2 separate regions of the Sus scrofa genome follow, and region 2 is linked to region 1. Evidence: chromatin contacts called from public Hi-C data. All regions are on one chromosome and are shown on one strand. Each heading gives the region's core, a stretch centred on a gene start, on an enhancer-like site or on the middle of the called end of the contact. The rest is flanking DNA. Distances are from core to core; before and after follow the strand shown.

Region 1 (3,267 bases), core at 524-3,023:
GAGGCACAGAGCTGAGCAGAGCCTGGAACTCACCTTGCTTGTATCTGGCACCTGTACCGCTGTAGCCTGCCACCTGCCACATAATAGTCCTGAGCCCACGCGGTCCTGCACAGGCTTGAGGTTCCCTGACGAAAGCAGCTGCCGAGCTCTGTGCTGCCAGTTCACGGTTCTTTCAATCATATACCGAAGTGCATCGCCCTCAGGAAGCCGAACTCGAATGCGCTGGAGAGAGGCCAGCAGGGGCAGAATTTTCTCTAGCGGGGGTTTCTCTGACCTCCGACAGTGGGGACAAAGCCAGATTCGGGGGCCCTGCGAAATGCTGGGCACTGCCACACAGCTAGTGTGGAAAGCATCCCTGCAGAGTTCACACTGGATCATGGGGGCAGCCGGGGCCTTCTGACACAGGCAGACCTTCATGTCCACATCCTGGACAGGTGACAGCAGCTTCCCTTCATTGGCTAGTCTGAGAGACTGCAAGGCCTCCATTTCCCGTAAGCGAGCTTCCCCGAGGGTTGCCATCTAGAAGGAAAGTAACAGTCAAGGACAGTGTCCCAGAGAACCCTGCCTTCTCCTAAAACTCAAGGGTCCTGGGGGCTAAGAATATGGGGGGCAAAGAGGTGTCCAGAGCAGACTATGTTCAATTCCTAGCTCCACCTCACTAAGCTGTGTGGGAGACCTTGGGCAATATATTCCACGGTGGCTGAATTTCCACACGTATGAAACAGGAGCGCCCCTCTCACAGGGCTGCAGTGACAACGCAATGAGACATGAGTGACAAAACACTCTCTGGCAAGGAATAGAGTGTAAGCAATTACTCAGCATACCCCATGCCTCCAAGTCCAATGTCCGTACACATGTATCATCTAGAAAACTTACCTCTCTTGAAAGACACAGGTTTTTCTCAGGTAATTACAGGTACTAATTTCTGAGGCTTTCCATTTGTTTTCAGTTCCACTAGCTTTTGTGTTTTCTGGAAAAGTACTTTACATGAGAAAGTCTCTTAAGTAGCCATAGTAACCTGTGTCTCTTATTGCCTTTAACATTAGGGCCTTACATTTGTGCTGGACACTGGAACTGAAGCAATGAAATTGGATCCTTCATGAAAAATTAAATAGAACCAAGACATCAGACTTCTCTTGTGCACACACACCTGGGCATACTCATGCTGTAAGATCATTTGGCCAGAGACAAAAGTTGCTTTTCTGCAGCAAGAGCCAAGTACCCTCATTGCAAAGTCTTTCCTCTCTATTAAAACAAGAGCTATGTCCCAGGAAAGTTCTGAGTTCAGTTAACCTGTATAAACAACTTGAAAACACAAACATAATCAACTTCACAGGAAAAAGCTGAAGTGATACTGAATATCTTTCTAAGCAGGATGAACAAGCTGTGCATAAGTGGTGCTTCCACATGAGCAGACTAGCACTCATCCACTATATAAGCCCACCCAGGAGCTACAGATTCACTCACGTTGCACCATGAGGTAAAAACAGAGTCTAAGGGTGACAAATGCAAGCCACCAGCTATGTCAAGTTGCCCACCTGCCTGGAACGTAACAATCCATCTTCCACAATAAAAGAAAGGCTAGACCACCATAGTCCTAGTACTTCACTGAGGGTGAAATACAGCAATATGGAGGAAAGCATAGATTTTATGCTTTCCATGCCAGAAACAACATGTAGGAACTACTCCTTTTACAATCCTATTTCCAGGTCCTAAAAATGTTAATTTGTTACAGTGAAACTACTCCCAATGATCACATCCACCCACTCTCAGATCCATCATGATTCACCAGATGAGGAACCTGAGTCCTAGGGCCAGAGTGACTCTCCACTGCCTCTTTGGACTGGAGAAGAAAATATAGAAATGAGGGATTAGGAAAGAAACAAAAAGATCAAGAAGTAAACCAACTAACAAACCTTTGGCATATTTTAAAGTTCCTCCTGGGAGTTCCTGTTGTGGCTCAGGGGAAACAAATCTGACCAGTATCCATGAGGATGCAGGTTCAATCCCTGGCCTTGCTTGGTGGGGTAAGGATCCGGCGTTGCCATGAGCTGTGGTGTAGGTCATGGATGTGACTTGGATCTGGCGTTGCTGTGGCTATAATGCAGACCGGTGGCTGCAGTTCTGATTTGACCCCTAGCTTGGGAACTTCCACCTAAAGGGCAAAAAAAAAAAAAAAAAAAAAAGAATCCTCTAATCTTTACAGATGATAACAATGTACAGGAGTACATACAGGTTATGTGATAACAAAGCAATCAAAAGGTAACGTACAAGGAGTCCCAGACTAGATCAGCAAAAACTAGAGAAGCAAAGCTTGAGATGGACAGTATCTTAACAAAAATGAACCACTTGACAGTGGAAAACAGCACCCTGAAAACACCAAAATGATGCTCAGGCAATCTAATCAGCTGTATCTGATTAGTAGCTGAAGGAAGGGATAAATATGCCAAGAAAGTCTGTGGCAAAATACACAAATATGAGGAGTTCCCATTGTGGCGCAGTGGAAACAAATCCGACTAGGAACCAATGAGACTGCAGGTTCAATCCCCGGCCTTGCTCAGTGCGTTAAGGATCTGGCATTACTGTGAGCGGTGGTGTAGGTCACAGATGAGGCTCGGATCTGATGTTGCTGTGGCTGTGGTGTAGGCGGGCAGCTACAGCTCCGATTCAACCCCTAGCCTGGGAACCTCCATGTGCCACAGGTGCAGCCCTAAAAACAAACAAACAAAAAACCACAAACACATCAGAGCAATCCCACATCAATCACAAGAGAGGTCAGTCAGCTACAGTGGAACAGACTGGGAAGGTGCTTGAACCAAGAAAGATCACATTTGGTTCAGGCTCAGGTGCAGATGCTCTGATTGGACCCCTGGCCTGGGAACCTCCATATGTCACAGGTGTGACCCTAAATAGACAAGGAACAATAAATAAATAAATAATAAAATAGAGAAGACTTTCCATTGTGGCTCAGCAGGTTAAGAACCCAGCATAGTGTCCCATGAGGACATTGTTTCAATCCCCGGCCTCACTCAGTGGGTTAAGGATCTGGTGTTGCCACAAGATGTAGTGTGGGTTGCAGGTGCAGCTCAGATCCAGTGTTGCTGTGGCTATGGTGTAGGCTGGCAGCTCCAGCTCCAATTGACACCTAGCCTGCAAACCTCCGTATGCCAACAGGTGAGGCTATAAAAGGGAAAATAAAAAGGGAAAAAAAATGATCAGAGAGGAGTTCCTGTCGTGATTCAGTGGTTAATGAGTCTGACTAGGAAC
Region 2 (3,267 bases), core at 334-2,833, 110 kb after region 1:
AAGCCCCGGGGAGCCCTGCAATAGGAGAGACGGGAGAGCAAGAAGAATGTTCAAAAGCTTCACAAAGGAACAGTCAGACTCAGGATCCTGTCTGTCACCTTATACATGCAGAAACCTGTCCTCAGACACCCAACAGAAGAGGAGTGTATCCTGGGGAGCACTCATCTACAGGCTCTGGTCTCACTGTGGTTCAGCAGGTTAAGAACCCGACTAGTATCCACAAAGACGTGGGTTCCATCCCTGGCCTCACACAGTGGGTTAAGGTCCGGAGTTGCTGTGAACTGCGGTATGGGTCACAGATGCAGCTTGGATCTGGAGTTGCTGTGGCTGTGGTGTAGGCTGGCAGATGCAGCTCTGATTAGACCCCTGGCCTAGGAACCTCCATATGCCACAGGTTAGGCCCTAAACAGAAAAATAAACAAACAAACAAACAAACAAACAAATAAATAAATAAATAAATAGGAGCTCCCTTCCTGGCTCAGCAGTTAATGAACTTGACTAGGCTCTGTGAGGATGTGGGTTCGATCCCTGGCCTCGCTCAGTGGGTTAAGGATCTGGCGTTGCCATGAGCTGTGGCGTAGGTCACAAACTTGGCTCCAATCACGTGTTGCTGTGGCTGTGGTGTAGGCCAGCAGCTACAGTTCTGATTTGACTCCTAGACTGGAAACTTCCACATGCCTCACCTGCAGCTCTTAAAAAAAAATTTAAAAAAAAAAAAAAAAAGGCAGGCTCTGGTGTCAGCCACCCCGGACATAGCTCAGGCGAGGAACCAGCTCAAAACCAGGTACCATGGCAGTCTCAGCCTTCCGCCCCAACTGTACCTTCTGGAATTTTTTGTTCAGCCTGTCACATAGGCCAGATGCCCCAGGCCTTCAGCTGTGCCAATTCCTTCGTGTCTTCTGTCTGGGTCGCCAGCTGGATAAGCCCCTACTCTGCACGGAGCCAACTTTCCACAGGGCTCCTGGCTACTGGATTAGGTAACAAGGGACAGTGGTGGCACCTGCGGAAGTCACCTGGGTTCAGGCCTTGGCTGTGGCCAGGGCCGCAGTCCCATGGCTCTAGCCAGGATAGTGCTTCCTTTATGCCCTGGCACTAAGGGGAGCCCTCCATGCTGCTCCAAAGGTCCCTAGGTTCGGACCACAACTTTAAGGCAATACTTACACTTTCCATCCCCACGGCACCAAGGAAAGGAATCTCCCTGGGGACCAAAGGGCTTGGCGCTATCTGGAGCTTGGAGGTGGGGGTCCAGCCCAGCTTTAACAAAGATCCTCCCTGCTTAGTTCAAAGACACAAAAAGAATGGGAGGTGGGAAAAGAGCACATGATGGACATCTAGTCCATTTTGGGGCTACGAGGGGGAAACGGCAGCAGCGACTTTGTCCAAGTGGTCCAGCTTGCTCTGCCCACCTGTAAGTGATGTGCCATCTGCTTCCTAACTGTGGGGAGCAAGGCTCATAGGCACTTTATGAATTATTTCAGGGGTTCAGGGGTTCGCAGCTAAAGGCTGGGACTTTGGGACCCTGTGCCTTAATAAGCATCAGGTGGAGCCTATAAGCAGCTGGCCCCTTGCCTTCTACTGCCCTCTGCTGCCGAGAGTGGGGAGCACAGGGGCTGACTCCTTCCAGCCTTGAGGCTGAGACAGACTTGGGTCCAGGGCTTTGGCTACACCTGTAGCCCCTCAGCTTCCTTGAGGTGTCTCCTGCCTGAACACCTCTGTGGGTGTCTGTTCTCCCAGAACTTCTGGGCTGGTCCTCCACCGGACACCCCTGGGGGCGGAGGCTGCCCTGCCGATCTCGGAAGGAAGGAGATGCCCCAGCCTGCTGCCAGGGCAGGCCCCCATGTCATTGGCACACAGCAGCACTTGCCAAATCAACTGTATTTGCAGGGCATAGGGAAGAGTGGAACGACAGAGGCAAAGCCAGGGAGAGGCAGGCGACAGCACCCCGGGCCTTGCTCTTGTTCTCACCATCTCGGGACACCTTGCCCCTTCTTTGTGGTCCTTCACCAGAGGGGCCGGGTCCTCAGGCCACAGGGAGCTTATGCCCACACACCAGGGCACAGTGCCCACATGGCCAGTGTCACCTTCTGTACCTGGTGCCATCTTGTGAGAACTGTGGACAGAGCAATGTGCTGGTCACCACTGGGAAAGAGAAATCCAGAATGTGGGACATTCAAGATGCTGAGATGAGTCCCTTTGCAGTCACCATTGAGAAAAGAGGTGACTGCTTTACATTAAAAGACTTAAGAGGCAAACAATACAACGCCTGGTCCTGGGTTGTGTCATGACTGAAAAACTGCAACATCAAATGCTTTCACTGACATGTGGAATCTGAAAAAAGGACACACTGAACTTCTTTGGAGAACAGATACTGACTCACAGACTTTGAAAAACTTATGGTTTCCAAAGGAGACAGTTTGGGGGGTAGGGGGATGCGCTGGCGGTGTGGGATGGAAATGCTATAAAATTGGATTGTGATGATCATTGTACAAATATAAATGTAATAAATTCATTGAGTAATAAAAAATGACTGAAAAACTGACGAAAGAAACTTTATGGCAGCTGGGAAAGTTTGAATACCGATTAGGTATTATTTGGGGGACGCATTATTAGTCTTATTAGTCACAAAGACAGATTTGTGTGTTCCGTGATAGGTAAAAGTGAGTTTGAATGAGTCAGTGCAGCAAAACAAACAGTGGACTTAGATGCTGAATCCAGCTAGTGGGTATGCAGGTGTTAACTGCACCAGTCTCACCACTTTCCTACAGTTTGGAAAATTATTATTTAAAAAATATAAAACCTTGGAGTTCCTGTCGTGGCGCACTGGTTAACGAATCCGACTAGGAACCATCAGGTTGCAGGTTCGATCCCCGGCCTTGCTCAGTGGGTTAGGGATCCGGCATTGCCCTGAGCTGTGGTGTAGATCACAGACGTGGCTCGGATCCCGCATTGCTGTGGCTGTGGTGTATGCCTGCGGCTACAGCTCTGATTGGACCCCTAGCCTGGGAACCTCCATATGTCGCGGGAGCGGCCCTAGAAAAGGCAAAAAGACACACACAAAAAAATTATATATTTACATATATATATAAAACCTCGCAACAATCTTGAATTGGATTTCAACTTAACCCCCCCCCACCTTTTTGGTCTTTTTTAGGGCTGCACCTGTAGCGTATGGAAGTTCCCAGGTTACGGGTGGAATCAGAGATGCAGCCACCAGCCTACATCACAGCCACCAGCCTATATCACAGCCACAGCAATGCCAGATCCAAG

The links. A called contact is a pair of places that touch in the nucleus more often than the background predicts.
Region 2: a contact with region 1 is called in a Hi-C map of alveolar macrophages, with 2.2 times the contacts expected there. The contact joins two enhancer-like sites. A contact is called at or near these places in 3 of 5 promoter capture datasets (fetal liver and liver), 4 of 47 Hi-C or Micro-C datasets (alveolar macrophages, embryonic fibroblasts and fetal skeletal muscle) and 2 of 2 datasets of contacts at active chromatin or transcription factors (alveolar macrophages and skeletal muscle).

The regions. Positions count from the first base shown.
Region 1 is chr10:24,745,623-24,748,889 of Sscrofa11.1, forward strand. It overlaps KDM5B (lysine-specific demethylase 5B), which reads right to left. Exons shown (of 27, transcript XM_021064567.1): 23 at 34-519. Among named protein-coding and RNA genes, the nearest start is that of SYT2, 20 kb to the left of the region's middle. Within about 2 kb of position 1,774, at least 1 of the 83 cell types and tissues checked has an H3K27ac peak or open chromatin away from gene starts, as enhancers often do. A contact at or near this core is called in alveolar macrophages, where this site is marked.
Region 2 is chr10:24,853,393-24,856,659 of Sscrofa11.1, forward strand. No RefSeq gene overlaps it. Among named protein-coding and RNA genes, the nearest start is that of RABIF, 12 kb to the right of the region's middle. Within about 2 kb of position 1,584, at least 2 of the 83 cell types and tissues checked have an H3K27ac peak or open chromatin away from gene starts, as enhancers often do. A contact at or near this core is called in alveolar macrophages, where this site is marked.